Regions from separate parts of the Sus scrofa genome. Here regions 1 and 2 are each linked to region 3. The links are chromatin contacts, called in public HiChIP or PLAC-seq and promoter capture Hi-C maps. All regions are on one chromosome and are shown on one strand. Each heading gives the region's core, a stretch centred on a gene start, on an enhancer-like site or on the middle of the called end of the contact. The rest is flanking DNA. Distances are from core to core; before and after follow the strand shown.

The links. Promoter capture Hi-C pulls out the DNA fragments that hold promoters and counts their contacts. HiChIP or PLAC-seq counts read pairs in DNA pulled down with a chosen protein or histone mark.
Region 1: a contact with region 3 is called in an H3K27ac HiChIP or PLAC-seq map of alveolar macrophages. The contact joins the promoter of NCOA6 here to the promoter of CEP250 in region 3. A contact is called at or near these places in 1 of 5 promoter capture datasets (liver) and 2 of 2 datasets of contacts at active chromatin or transcription factors (alveolar macrophages and skeletal muscle).
Region 2: a contact with region 3 is called in a promoter capture Hi-C map of liver, with 2.2 times the contacts expected there. The contact joins the promoter of AAR2 here to the promoter of CEP250 in region 3. A contact is called at or near these places in 1 of 5 promoter capture datasets (liver) and 1 of 2 datasets of contacts at active chromatin or transcription factors (alveolar macrophages).

Annotation. Positions count from the first base shown.
Region 1 is chr17:38,220,455-38,223,154 of Sscrofa11.1, forward strand. NCOA6 (nuclear receptor coactivator 6) reads right to left here and starts at 1,450. Exons shown (of 16, transcript XM_021078293.1): 1 at 1,244-1,450.
Region 2 is chr17:39,497,345-39,500,044 of Sscrofa11.1, forward strand. AAR2 (protein AAR2 homolog) reads left to right here and starts at 1,355. Exons shown (of 4, transcript XM_001926938.7): 1 at 1,355-1,647.
Region 3 is chr17:38,808,290-38,811,049 of Sscrofa11.1, forward strand. It overlaps CEP250 (centrosome-associated protein CEP250), which reads left to right and starts at 1,435. Exons shown (of 34, transcript XM_013985307.2): 1 at 1,435-2,322.

The DNA.
Region 1 (2,700 bases), core at 200-2,699, 590 kb before region 3:
ATTACAAAAACAAAATAAATTATTTAATGATTCTTTGACATATGCTGCCATGCTTGACTCCCTAACAATTTCTCCCAGCTAGCAAATTCCTCTAAGACAATGTGTTGAATGAGACAGCAGCAGGCTAAGTTCCAGTACCTCTTCTGCCATTAACTGCTTAGATCTTTAGAAGTCATGTTTTCCTTTCTGTCTCAGCTAAAATCACTACATGATCTGAAATCCTTACATGATCTAAGAACTATACATTCATTCCTCTGCACCATTCCTACTGGCTTCACTAACACCTTTCGGATGACCTCCCCAGGTGACCCTGCTCTTAAAACAGTGGGCTGTTCCCTTCCTGGGAAGACACCTTGGGTCACCGCCCACAAACAGCCTGGTCCCTCCTTTTAAAGACACACACAAACTCCCAAAGTTGATGGAGACTCTTCTGGCCAACCACTTTCATTCCGCATCTCTTGCTGGCCAGCTCCTGCATCCAAACCTCAGTCCCCCTTTTCTCTTTTCCTCATCAAAGCCTTACTTTATTCTGTTCCTCTTCCCAATGAGGAGTGGAGGATCCTGAGGGCAAATATGTCCTCAGCCCCCTGGGAGTTATACGGACTTGCCCTGAGACTCCGAAGACTGCCCCCAATCTGATACCAGCGTCTGTACCTAAAGGGCCCCCATTTCTAATCACAACCCCAAAGAACTGTCCCAGCCCTGACAGCCTGAGCTCAGATCCCACGCCCCTCCGCGCCCTACCTGCCTGGGATCATGAACACTGCCTAAACCAGCTCCAGATCCTGCTCTCCTAGCCCCAGTGATCCAGACCCCAGCTCCGTTTGGACCCAACGTCCCTTCTCCGCGACCCCGACCACGACCCCACGTCCGGCTCCCGCCAGTTCTTCGGGCCTGGAGCGCCACCCGGTGCAGACCCTGGCCGGCTCAGCACTCCCTGAGCGCCCCAGACACCTTGTCCTGCACCCTCCCCATCCCGCCCAAGCCCCCCGCTCCCTCCAGCGCCCCCGCCCGTAGGCCCGGGGCCCGCTCCCCAACATGGCGACGGGGACACGAGCGCGGCGGGCAGGCAGGCGGGGCGGCTCCGGGCCGGGCCCGCACAGGGGCCGTGCTCCACGGTCGGCCGGCGCCATTTTCCCGCGCCGGGCCCGGGCGGCGCCTCCTTCCCACGAAGCTAACCGGGCCAGCACCAGGGACGCCCGGCGGGCCCACCCCTTACGGGCCCGCGTCGCCGTCACCTCACCTGAGCGCGGCCCCAGCCCTCCCGGGCGGGCCTCGGAGCACCGGCCCGGGCCGTGGATGCCCGCGGCCCTCCGTGTGTCCGTCCGTCCGTCCTCGCCTGCGCGGGTCTATCTGGCCGTCGGCTCCCGGCCGCCCGCAGCCCGACCCGGCTGGGCCTCAGGGAGCCGGCGGGGAGGGGGATGGGCCGGACCGGGCCGGGGAGGGAGGGGGAGGGAGGGAGAGAGGGAGGGAGCGCGGGAGAGGGCGGGGCGGACTAGGGGCGGGGAATTGGCCACGTGACCAAACGTCTCCGAGTGCGCGAGGTAGCGCGCGCCCGCTCACTTCGGTATAGAGCTTAGTGTGGCGATCTGCTGGTTTTGTATCTCGACGAGGTAGTGTCGTCAGTGGCTTCTGCCTCCACTTTGCAGTCACTGCACAATCCTATAAGAGCCCTCTGGCTGAATGTCCTTGGGCAGGTCAACTCTCCATAAGCCTCGATCTATGCACATGAAATATACAGATAATAATAGTGTTTGCAAAGAGGAAATGAAGGAAGGCATGGAAAGCGCTTGACACAGTGCCTGACACATAGTATGTAATAACGTTAATGATGATAAACTTTAGCCTTTATTATTTGCTTGTAAGTCCCTCTCTACTTTCTCCCATCACAGTTGCCCTACCAAGCTCTGAAGGTACAAGGGAGTGTGGCCCCCTCCCCTCTCCACAACTGTAGGAAGGCCTACCCAGCACTGATGTCTGTCATAGGCCTGCATTCGGATCTGGCTTTCACTCGATAGCTATGTGATTTTCTCTGCCTCTGAACTCAGCTTTCTCATCTATAAAATGGAAATTAAAGGTCTGTTACAAGCATCATATTAGATTGCACAGCTCAGGCACACTAGTCTTATCTAAGAAAAAGAATCCTTTCATTCCACAAATATTTATTGAGCACACACTCTGTGTGTGCCCGGACTGGTGAAGTAGCCATCTAAGGCCTTTTCATGTTCTCCTTAGCTCCCCTTCGATCTCTTTTCCACCCTCCTGTTAGAGTAATGTTTCTAAGAAATCTGATCATGCCTCTCCTGTATTTAAAACTGTTTGATGGGGAGTTCCCTTCATGGCTCAGCGGTTAAGGAACCCAACTAGGCTCCATGATGATGCAGATTCCATCCCTGGCCTCCTTCCGTGTGTTAAGGATCCTGCATTGCTATAGCTGTGGCTTAGGCTGGCATCTGTAGCTCTGGTTCGACCCCTAGCTTGGGAACTTCCCTATGCTGCAAGTGTGGCCCTAAAAAAAGCAAAAGCAAAAAAAAAAAAAAAAAAAAAAAAACTATGTGATGGCTCCACACTGCTCTTAAGATAAAGGCCAAATGGGAGTTCTTTTGTGGCGCAGCAGGTTAAGGATCCAGCGTTGTCACTGCAGTGGCTTGGGTTGCTGCTGTGGTGTGGGTGCGATCCCTGGCCTGGGAACTTCCAAAA
Region 2 (2,700 bases), core at 105-2,604, 690 kb after region 3:
AACCTGATCTGGATGGACAGGCAACCTACCAGGTGGAATTTCTAAACTACCACCTAGAGCTTCTATGTCCACAGTTCAGTGCCCTGGAGTCTCAGAAGATAGCCCAGCTGGAATGAGGAGCTCTGAAAACAGACTGACCAAGCTCAGCATCTAAGAATGGGAATGGGAAGGGGTGGGGAGGGAGCTGATCCTCTTTATGCAGGAAATGGAACAGACACGCCAGGCTGTGAAGATTGACATGCATGGCTGTAACTGATGGAGGCCATCTCTGGTTAATCCTGCAGTTGCTCATTGTGATTAACCATGACTGCAGGGCCCGGTCTAGTCTATTACACACTAAGAGATGAATTTTGACTGAGACAGATTGGCATGTCCAGCTGTCACTGAGAAAGTGTGACAGACAAGCTAGGAAGCAGTAGCATGGGGACAAGAACAGCCAGTCAGAGCGTTGCATTCAAGCCCCACCACTCTCTGGCGGTGTAACTTCTGAGCCTCAGTTTTCTCTTCTGTACGTTTGGAATACTGTTTGCTTACTAGGGTTGTTCAAGGATTCGAAATCATATACCAAATGGTCTACCCTGTGCATTTTGGACTTAGCTAGCCAGCCCTCACAATTACATAAGCCAATTCCTTTCAATAAGTTCTTATACACCTCCTACTGGCTCTGCTTCTTTTGTTGAACTCTGATAGAACCACCCAGTACAGGGCTAGGCCCCAACATAAAAGTCACTAATTAATAAAGAATTATGGTCATTAATTAAATGCATAATATATGTATTGAGCTGGGTCTGTCTTTGTGCTAGTTTACAGGAAAACAAGGGTGAACAAGACAGGCTCCCTCCCTCAATGTGCATGTACAGCCTGACTGAGATAACACACTAGGCCTGCACTGCCAGAGGACACTGGGTGATTATGGCTGGAGGGACCAATGTAGTGACTACTGTGAGACTGGTTCTCTCTGGGCTGGGTTTCAGAAGTTCTCCCCTACAGCTGAGTATGGCTGGAAGCTGGGACCGTGATAACCGGCCAGCAGTGACACTGTCACTTGCATAGAGATTGGCTGACCAGGACCATGACTGAGCTCTGAGTGGCTACTGGGTAGCCATGACCTTGACCCCAAATTCAGAGACCTTGACTGATTGAGAACGAAAAACCATGTCTGGTGGAAGTGTTTCTGGAGCGGGATATAAAATGCATCGTTTGATGAATGTTATTATCCACAGTTCAGGAGCCAAAACCAGTAACTAAAAGTAGCGAAAGGCAACGTTTGATAAGGCGGAACCGGCAGCCACGGGCCATTCCTCCCGCGACCGAGGGATCCGCCCGGCTCCTTTCCGCGTTGCTCCCATCCGGCGCTAAAGCGGAAGAACTTCCGGTGGCTTCCGTGGTTTCTGAGCCGGGGGCAAGGTCCGAGTCTGTGAGTGCGGCCTCATGTCGTCTTTCAACTGCTCTGCTTTCGTTGTGTGTGGCTGGGCCGCTTCTCTTCCCGACTCGGGATCGGGGAGGGCCCTGAGCTAGGGCACCCAGCCGGGTCTGCGGCGTTCCTGTCTGTGGGCCGGTGGTGAGTCCCAACTGTCTCTGCGGGCCTTGCTCCCTGAGGAACCGGCGCTAGATAAACCGTCGCCCGGACTTCCTTGGGTACCCAGGGTAACTTGCTTTTTTCCTAACCTTAGGACTTGGGGGGCCTGGAAGCCTTGGCTCTGCTTGACTTGGTCCTGTCCTACTCTCTGTAACTTCGGATAAGATCTTTTTTCCAAACCAAGCCTTTGTTTCTCCTCTACAAAAAGCATATCATGCTTTTATTAAGTAAATGTTTACCAAGCGTCTAGTAAGTGCTAGACATAACAAAAAAACTTAAGTCTCCTGGAGGTGACAGCCCTTTATTAACATTTGCAGAATTGCTGCTCTGATAAGTGAAAGGACAGGGCACCATGAGAGTGTGTCATAGGAGACCTGACCTAGCCCCAGGTTAGGGAAACTTTGCTGAGAAGGTGACTGAGAAAGGTGATTTGAGAAAGAGGGAAGGGAAGAGTTTTCTATCCTCGGAAGCCTCCTGTTTGAAGGACTGAAAGGGGCCAGACTGAAGAGGAGTTGCCAGGGACCATGCCACGCAGGCCTTGAAGGTTTATGGTAAGAGTTTTGGTTTGCCAGGAGCCACATGGGGAGCTTATCAGAGAATGTTAAATGTGGGCGGTGACATGCTTAGATTGGCTCTTTGAGAAGGTCACTTCTGCTGTTGGAGAAGGGATTGGAGGAGCAGTCACTCTTTGGACAAGCCATATGGTAGCTTAGAGTAAGGAGGTGGTAGAAGTGGATGGATGTGACTTTCTGCATTCCAGGGCCTTTACTTAGTGCCAGGCCATGTGCCAGCTGCAGAAGACATAGTGAAGAGAACTACAGTTATGAAAATAGAATGAAAAGGAGTGTTGTTTTCAAGGAGGAGCACACAGATGCCACCAGCAAAGATAGTTAATTGATGAGCAATTATTCTAAATGCAATAACTGTTTATTATTATTATTATTATTTGTCTTTTTGCTATTTCTTGGGCCGCTCCTGCGCCATATGGAGATTCCCAGGCTAGGGGTCCAATCGGAGCTGTAGCCACTGGCCTACACCAGAGCCACAGCAACGCGGGATCCGAGCCGCGTCTGCGACCTACACCACAGCTCACGGCAACGCCGGATCGTTAACCCACTGAG
Region 3 (2,760 bases), core at 185-2,684:
AAAAAAAAAAAAAGTAGGAAATACTATAAAAAGAGCACTGTGATAGAAAATGATAGGGTATTACTGTAAATAGCATGGTCAGGGAAGACCTAACTGATTTGAGACCTGAAAGAGAGGAAGTTATCAGCTAATCCAAGAGCTCTGGCAAAACTGGCCTAGGAGATGGCAAAGCATCTGCAAAAGCCCTGAGGTTGGTGTGGGTAACATTCCAAATACTGCAGTGACTATTCTTGCACACAACCTGTCAGGGGACCATCTTCTTGGGGTGGATTCCCACACAACTGAGTCTTTGTATCTTTTTTCTCTGTCCAATGTCCTGGATGTTTTTTCTTCTCTTTCAAGATAGTTTGCTTTTCAGATTCATTGTCCTCCCTCCCTGCCAACTTACTATTTTTTTTTTCCCTCAAGGTAACTATTAAGAATTTATTTTGGGAGTTCCTGCTGTGGCACAGCAGCAACGAATCCGACTAGGAACCATGAGGTTGTGGGTTTGATCTCTGGCCTCGCTCAGTGGGTTAGGGATCAGATTAGACCCCTAGACTGGGAAACTTCACATGCAGGGGTGAGTGGGGCCCTCAAAAGACCCCCCCCCAAAGAAAGAACTTTTGTTCTTTTAGGAGAAAAGATACAATATAGCTCTTATTGAAGTGCTCCCTTCTCAGGTTCCCTTTGGCTGTGCATTGCCTGTTTCACTCCTACTACCCATCAATCCATCCGTTCACTCAGCACTTACTGAGCACCTATTTTGTACCAGCCTTTGTGCTGGGTGCTAGAGATACACAAACTTATGCTATGCTTCTCAAAATGTGTTCCCAATGCATCATAATCACTCAGGGTATTTGCTGGAAGACACATTCCTGGGCTCCATGCCTGGTTTACTGACTCTCCATGGGTGGAATCCAAAAGTCTACATTTTGGAGTTCCTGTTGTGGCTCAGTGGTTAACAAACCCAACTAGTATCCACGAAGACTCAGGTTTGATCCCTGGCCTTGCTCAGTGGGTTAAGGATCCAGTGTTACCATTAACTGTGGGATCAGTTGCAGAGGAGGCTCTGATCCAGTGTGTCTGTGGCTGTGGGTGTAGGCTGGCAGCTACAGCTCCAATTCGACCCCCAGCCTGGAAACCCCATATGCCACGGGTGTGGCCCTAAAAAGACAAAAAACAAACAAAAAAACTCTACATTTTAAGAAATACCCGTTATTGTTTTTTAATCCCAATTTTTTTGTCTTTTTTTTGGGGGGGGTCCCAGCCGCGTTGTCGAGGTACACCACAGCTCAGGGCAACGCGGGACACTTAACCCACTGATCGAGGCCAGGAATCAAACCCGCATCCTCGTAGATACCAGTCAGGTTCTTTACCTCTGAGCCACTACGGGAACACCCCAACTCAAATTTTATTTTTTAATTTTTATTTATTTTTTTGGCCGCACCCAGGGCATATGGAAGTTATTGGACCAGGGATAGAAACCGGGCCAAAGCAGCAACTTAAGCGACTGCAGTGACAACGACAAATCCTTAAACCGCTGCACAAGAGACTCTCCAACTAAAATTTGAGAACCAAGGAGTGGAAAAGAATGGCAGGTAAATAAAATTTACAGCTCTAAAAAAGTGCATTGATAATCCATGTGCAAAACACGCTCTAGAGTCCTCTAGAGAGAGTCAGGCTTATTCAGAAAATTATATAAACTGTAGCTCTCCAGTGGGATGCAGGACATTCAGGCAGTCTCCGGTGCAAAGTGTATTCAAATGACATTAAGTAATTATATTATGAATGTTGAGTAGCCTGAAGCTACTTGGAGTTTCGGAGATTGAAGCTGAGTTTTGCCGCGACCAGGAGCCAGTTTCCTTCAGCACGTAGTTAATTGTACTCAGGTTTGGGAGTGGAGCATTGCGCAGGCGCATCTAGAACGAGGCGACCACACACATGCGCCGTATGTAACCTCGAAGCCAAAAGGGATACGATTGAGGGCAAGTGTTTTCTGTTACCGAAACTTCCTTTGCTCAAATAAGCAACCCTGGATGTCTCCATTTCGGGCGAGGAAATCTAACGTCTCTTAACATAATCCCTTCTTTTCTTCTGGGCCACTCTTGTAAAACAGCTGCCAGTACTCAACATGGCGAGAGGCCCCTAAGGCGATGCAGTCCTCTCTGGAGCGCCGGCTGGAGCGGCAGGGCTCTCCGAAAGGGCGGGAGTTTGGGGGGCGGGGCCTGCGCCCCAGCCACTCCGTGAGCCCCCGCCCCGCCTCCCCCGCCCGGCCTCAGCTGCAGCTTCACCGACTCCCGCGCTGAGGAGCACCCTGGGAACCTGCGGGAGCGGAGCGTGGTGAGGAAGGGCCTCAGGGGCGGGCGGGAGGTACCCGTGTTAACGGTCCAAGGCCCAGCGACTAGGGTGCTCCTGGGAATCCCATTCGGGCAGCGGCCTCCGGTTTCCCAGAAGAAACTCAGAGGCCCAAAAGAGGCTGGGTCCTGTTCTGGGGCTCTGGCCCCTGGCCTCCGCGTCCTGCTGTTGCTACCGCTCTGGGCTCCAGACCTTGCAGAAAGGGAGCTTCCCGACCCTGGGGTTGTCAGGATAAGGCGCTGCGCTCTCCTGCGCGTCCCGCTCCAGGCTCCCAGGATTTCGCGACTTCCTCTGCCCTTGGGGCTTTGCATGTGACTGTCCGAAAGTCCGGTCCTACCCGCCGCCCCACTCTGGAACTCTCATTCTTCGGGACCCAACTTAAGTATCACTTTTTCAGAAACCTTACCTCGTCGCTTTCTGAAG